2 separate regions of the Mus musculus genome follow, and region 1 is linked to region 2. Evidence: chromatin contacts called from public HiChIP or PLAC-seq data. All regions are on one chromosome and are shown on one strand. The core of a region is the stretch at or near the end of the contact, and the rest is flanking DNA. Distances in the headings are between cores, read along the strand shown. Region 1 overlaps Sdc1 (syndecan 1). Region 2 overlaps Hs1bp3 (HCLS1 binding protein 3).

Region 1 (2,869 bases), core at 313-2,812, 450 kb before region 2:
AAGCAAAGCATCCTGGGAAGGCGCCCCATCAGTCTTTACTTCCAATGCCTTCACTCTTCGAAGACAAACACCACAGTACCAGGAGGGCCTGCTTCACCAACGAGCTGAGGGAACATTCAAAGCTTCCAAAGACCCCTAAAGCCACCAAGAAAAGGAGGAACTGCCTTCCTGCTAGGGCCTACCAGGAACAACCTAGTTTTCCCAAGTAGCTGGCTTCCCAGCCTAGCGCCTTCACATTAGCTGCCCCACTGTGTAACCTGACTGATGTCAATGAGAGGATGCTGACACTACTGAGCTACCCCAGGGGGCCCCAAAGGTGGACCTCCGGGGCAGCTGTTCTACAAGGTGCAATGTCTCCTGGAGGGTAGGGCGGACAGGAGAGATTGTGACTAAAACCTACTCCTATCCGGTAGCTCTCAGTTTGTATCCTGTGTCCTACAGCCTGGGGTCTTGACTGCTCTCTTTCCCATAATCACCTTTTCCTCCAGTCCTGGCTGAAATGCTGGGTGAATTTTCCCAAAGCTTCCTCAACGAGGCTCTCTGGGACTGTATCAGGTCTAGCTCAACTAGTCCCATGCTGGGGCTCAACTAGTCCCTCGCTGGGAGTCTGGGCAGCTTGTCTCTGTACCCACTGTGCTGGCGGGAAATGAAGTGCTCTGAGAGGATAATTCTGTTCTTTTATGGCACTCAAAGATCAGGCTGGACAGTGCATGCTGAGAGGTGACCAGAGATTCATGCTGGGGTGACGATACCCAACTCCTCACTTCTCTCCCATGGAGCTAAGAAACTGTAAGGAGGCCTCAAGACCCAGAAACCCCTTCCTAAAGCCACCTCCAGAAGGGAGGGCCCCCATTGGTGCCTTCAGGCAACACCCAAATTTCCGGCTGACAGGCACCCTGATTTATCAACTTTCTCTCTCTCCACCAAGAATCAAGCTGAGACCTGCACTGAAGTGACTGGTGACCCAGCAGGGAGTGAACGAGAGGCCCAACCCAGGGTGGGGCCAAGGTGAGGACAAGGCAGGTAAAGAGGACTGTTAGCTGCTTAGCTGGGGAGCACAGCACCCCAAAAACACCTCCAAGGCTCAGACCCTGACAGCATTTCAACGGAGGGGAATTTCCCAAAATTCCCTGGGAGCACACAGCTCACCCACATCCCCCAACTCAGCAATTCCCACTGCTGTTGCACATTTCCTGTACGTCTTGGGGATTCTTGGGAATGGGCTGAGTGGGAAAGCAGTATCCTGTCTTGGTTTTAATAACTGTCTTTTTTGTCAGCATTCCCTGTTAGTTTAACACCAGACTGCAAGCCAAGGTCAATGCCGGAGTCAAGTCCGTCAGCACCAGCACACCTGCCTGTACCATTCCTCCACTCTCCATACCCACTACAGGTCAATGTCCCATGAGTACCCAGACGCCCATACCTCCTGGTGGAGCTGGAACCAGCCCTGCAACCCACATGCCAGGACTAGTCTCTGAGCAGGCTCAGCTGAGAGCCGGGTGTGGAGCTGGAAGACCTGCCAGATCCCAGCCAGGACGGGCAGGGCGGGACTTCAGGCAATGTGGAGCAAGGGCGCCTGGCCCTGGCCCAGGCCCAGCCTCTCACTAGGCACTGCTCCTGGAGGGAACCAGATAGGACCTATTCCCCTAGACTTGCCAGCCACCTCTCTTCAAATCTTTTGGGCCTGGCCAGCCGAACGTACCATGGGAAAATGAGAAGACCCGATAGAGTGAAAAGATAACTTATGTTTTGGCCTGTTTTTTGGCACAAGCCTTATGTGGGCTACCATACCATAGGGGTTTGACAGGAGGATGACAGCAAGAAGGTTCCCAGGGCCCAGCCTACGGCTTTGTATAGCACATGCTCTCTGCCTAGGAGCTCTGGCTCACCTTCAAGGGACAACCAGATACAGTGGCTGAAGCAAAGGGCAGCAAAGCATTGTGGGCCAGGTGACTGCTGGAGATGCCCAGAATCAAAGTGTCTCTGGGAAGTAGCCTGTGATGATGGAAGAGACAGAAAGCCATTCCCAACCCCCACCATGCTGGCCCCACACTATCCTAAAAAGAAGTGAAGGGCCTCCTCAGTTTCTTTTGGATACGTCTTGCTGGTCAGAGCCAAGGGACTTGAAGAGAGGTGGCTGACAAACTTGGGGGAAAGATCCTGTCTGGAGCAGTATAGGAACCCCACCATTCTCGCTTCTGGGATGTAAACTCCCAGTCTGGCAATACCCCCAAAACTGCTACGTAGCTGATTCTAGACTCAGCAGGATATGGGGGCCTGACACCTGTGACACATAGACTTCGCATGGCCATTCCGCCCCTGAACTGGCTAAATAAAGGATCCTCAAGTTTCACTGAAGCAGAAACTACTGCTTTCGACACACCTGCACCAGCCGGGCCACCAGCTGGGAGGCTGGGGCTGTAACTCTGATCACCAAACCTCTCTTCTTAGTGTCTCTGCGGTTGTGCAATGCCCTTTTGAAAATTAAAATGCCTGTGGGAAGGGCTAAAGGATACTTGTCATTCACATTATAGCATAAGTCGGCTTCCTATGGGGGAGGGGCTAATTCTAGAACTGGGGCCCTGCAGTTGGGATACAACAGATGGGAAAAGATCATAAAGAAGAGACTAGAAGATACAAAGAGCAAATTTCTTTAGCCTCTGTGAGAATGCAAGTGACAGGAATACCACCACCAGCAAATACACTTCATTTCCTCTTTCCCCTTGAACTAAAGATGCCTGTGCATCTTTAAAAGGCACTGAGGCCCCTGGGAAACAAACCAAAGGCAGAGCATGCTGGGAGTGGTCCCACAGCATGGTGGGCTAGCCTGAGGTGCCAGACTCTGAGAAGAGGCTGTTTTTGAAAAGGT
Region 2 (2,887 bases), core at 59-2,558:
TATTAAGTCCAGGACACCAGACCATACCCTGGTGCTGCCCATATTTAGGGAGGGGTTTCCAACCTCAATTAGTCCAATCCAAAAACCCTTCACAGATACGCTCAGAGGCTAGCTTTCTAGTTAATCCTTGATCCTGTTAGACGGGCAATATTAACCATCACAAAGCCTAAGCCCTGCTTTGCCGGACATTGAACATCAGTCTTCTCTAAGTAGTATACCTGCTGCCCTTCTAAGCAACAATGTGGTTCCCCCTGGGTAGGGTAGCCCTTCTGAAGTTCCTCTGGAGTCAGGTGGGCTTGGCTCTGCCACACCTGTTCCCTGACTGAAGAGCTCCTGCCCTGAGATGCTTGTGGTGGGAAACTGGGGGTCACCAGAGAGGTTTCTTGGGGTGTGCCACAGTTTTATTTCTTGATCCAGGTGGATAGGCAAGCTTCATGTTTGCTGGATCACATGATCTGGGCTGCCTTTGTGACACTGTCTCCAGATCACAAACTTGGTTTTATTTTAACAAGCTGACCTCAAGCTCTGGGGCTGCCACCCACGTTAGGCATTTTAAGATTCCTATAAACGGCAAAAGTTTTTTGTTTTGTTTTGTTTTTCCTTTTTACTGGAACCCAGGATTGCATTCTCCCAAGCGCCTGGCAGCCGGTTCCACTGGGCTGAGGTCACCTCTGAGCTCATGTTGGCAACACAGTGGCAAACTGCACAGAGGCTGGCCATTGCCAAAAGCTGTAACACAGACTATCCAGTCTCAGATAAAAATACCAGGTCCCTGGGTGCTGCAAGGCCAGGGACTCTGAGGTGACTATTCCTGCAGAACCACCCCCCTCCCACCCCAGTTCAGAGGCATAGCGTGTCTGGTGGAGATCGCCTAGCAGGCTGGACATTTTGGGCCTGGGAGTAGGGTAGTAACTAATTATGATCATACTAGGACAATACTTATGACTTTGCTTGTTACTCTCAATATCCCATGAACAGAATTGTCTGTGTTGTCCACTGGGGTGAAAGTGGCACAGTTCAACAGTGATGGCATCTGTGTCCCTACTGCAGTATGTGCACGTCAACAGGGGCCACCATGGTGAAGTGCCAACAGAGCTCTGGCCTGCCTGTGGTGCTGGGGGTGGGTGAAGGATCGCTAGCTCGCTAGCTCGCACCCTTCAGAAAGCCTCGGCTCTAGCTCCTCTCAGATCCTGCAGGGTGGACTCAGCTGCTCCTTGTGGGAGGGCGCCCCTGTAGTTTTATCTATCAGGCAGAATCAACAGTCCTGGTGACTAACAGAGGCCATGGCCCTAGCAAGGGTGACCAGAGTCTGGACTCCCTGTGTCAATATGCCTAGAAGGCCCTGGATGGAAGCTGTGAGCACGGCTCTGTGGAATGTGACCATCGACTGGGGTTGGGGGGCCCTTAGACCAGCCCTATGAGAACTGTAGGCTCTGTTTCATCACCAATATGTCCGTCTCTTGATCACCTATCATAATGTCCTTTGCTTGGCCCCTGGCCCTGGATCCAGTGGGCACAGCAGCAGTGACTGGCAGAGAACCCCATTTACACCTGTATCGGCAGTGCCTGGCCAGTCACTTCAGGGCTTGAGGCTGATCCTCAGCCATTCTGGTAGCTTTGCCCTCCACTCAGAAACCACTTTCTTTGGGGACCCAATGCGCATGCTACCCACTTAAAAGGCCCAGAGGGCAGGGGAGCAAAGCCGCCTACGGATCAAGAACAGCAGGAAGCACAGTGCGTGAGAGAACAGGCGGGAAGCCAGGTGAGGGAGGTTCCAACCACTTCCCCAGTTCTGCTCAGTCCGTCCAGGACAGACACAGATAAGGCTAGACCATCCGTCTGTCCTCCTGAACGGACACAGATAAGGCTAGACCGTTCTGGGCGAGCTTCCCTCACAAGCTTGACACGCATCTTTGTCCTCCTTGGTGACATCTGTGATTTCTGCTGCACTGAACTGAAGCAGATGCTCAGCACAACAGTGTTCAGTCAGCACTGACTACCCTGCCCCAGCTACCTGGCGGTCCTGTCCTCAAATCCCTCAGATCACCCACGAGAACACAAGGGGCATCAGGGGACCTGGAAGCCCCCAGGGTCTTGTCTGATTGATCCTAAAACTGCAGAAAGGTGTTCAGCAAATACTAAAAGGAAGAAGGCAGGCAGGCAGACAGACCGACAGATAGGCATCTGTCCTGTGTAGCTGGATAGTCATCAGATAGAAGGAAGACAGATTAGCTGACTGGAAGGAAGGAAGGAAGGAAGGAAGGAAGGAAGGGAGGAAGGGAGGGAGGGAGGGAGGGAGGGAGGGAGGGAGGGAGGAAGGAAGGAAGGAAGGAAGGAAGGAAGGAAGGAAGGAAGGAAGGAAGGAAGGAGAAACAGGCAGGCAGGCAGGCAGGCATCCAGACAGACAGACAGACAAAGTAATAAGACAGGGAATGAGGGGTCAGAGCAGCAGTTGTCAGCGCTCATGTTTACAAAGCCCTTTCTCTATTCCATCGCTGCTCCTCTAACAATAACCCCTGCCAGCCTTTCAGCAGCAAGCAGCCTGTCCATTCCTCCTCCTCCCCTTCCTCCAACCAGCACTCCCCAAGCAGTGCCCCTGTAGAGGTGCCTGCTCTAGGTGATGCAGACAGACCCACCTGAGATGCCAGCCAGCCAGGCTGTCACAGCTGGAGCACAGAGGACTCAAGGAAGGCACAGGGAGGGACTCCTGGAGGAGGTAACGGCAGCTTAGCTAGTGGGCTGAGGGGAGAGGAACGTCTCTGGCAGACCAGCTGCCAGTCACCCCGCACATTGAAGGAGCCCGACTGTGGCATGACAAGGAACATAAACCCCGCTAGGTGATGAGGGAGGGGGAAGCCATCCCTCATGGAGCTTTGCTCACAGACAG

Evidence for each region. HiChIP or PLAC-seq counts read pairs in DNA pulled down with a chosen protein or histone mark.
Region 1: a FOXA1 HiChIP or PLAC-seq map of pancreatic cancer cells shows a contact between it and region 2. The contact joins two enhancer-like sites. A contact is called at or near these places in 4 of 484 Hi-C or Micro-C datasets (the G1E-ER4 cell line, embryonic stem cells and epidermal suprabasal cells) and 4 of 115 datasets of contacts at active chromatin or transcription factors (embryonic forebrain, forebrain, neural tube and 1 more).

Annotation. Positions count from the first base shown.
Region 1 is chr12:8,780,869-8,783,737 of GRCm38.p6, reverse strand. The region is part of intron 1 of Sdc1 (syndecan 1); the gene reads right to left. Among named protein-coding and RNA genes, the nearest start is that of Sdc1, 11 kb to the right of the region's middle. Within about 2 kb of position 1,562, at least 62 of the 459 cell types and tissues checked have an H3K27ac peak or open chromatin away from gene starts, as enhancers often do. A contact at or near this core is called in pancreatic cancer cells, where this site is marked.
Region 2 is chr12:8,332,227-8,335,113 of GRCm38.p6, reverse strand. All of the region lies in intron 4 of Hs1bp3 (HCLS1 binding protein 3), which reads right to left. Among named protein-coding and RNA genes, the nearest start is that of Hs1bp3, 20 kb to the right of the region's middle. Within about 2 kb of position 1,308, at least 67 of the 459 cell types and tissues checked have an H3K27ac peak or open chromatin away from gene starts, as enhancers often do. A contact at or near this core is called in pancreatic cancer cells, where this site is marked.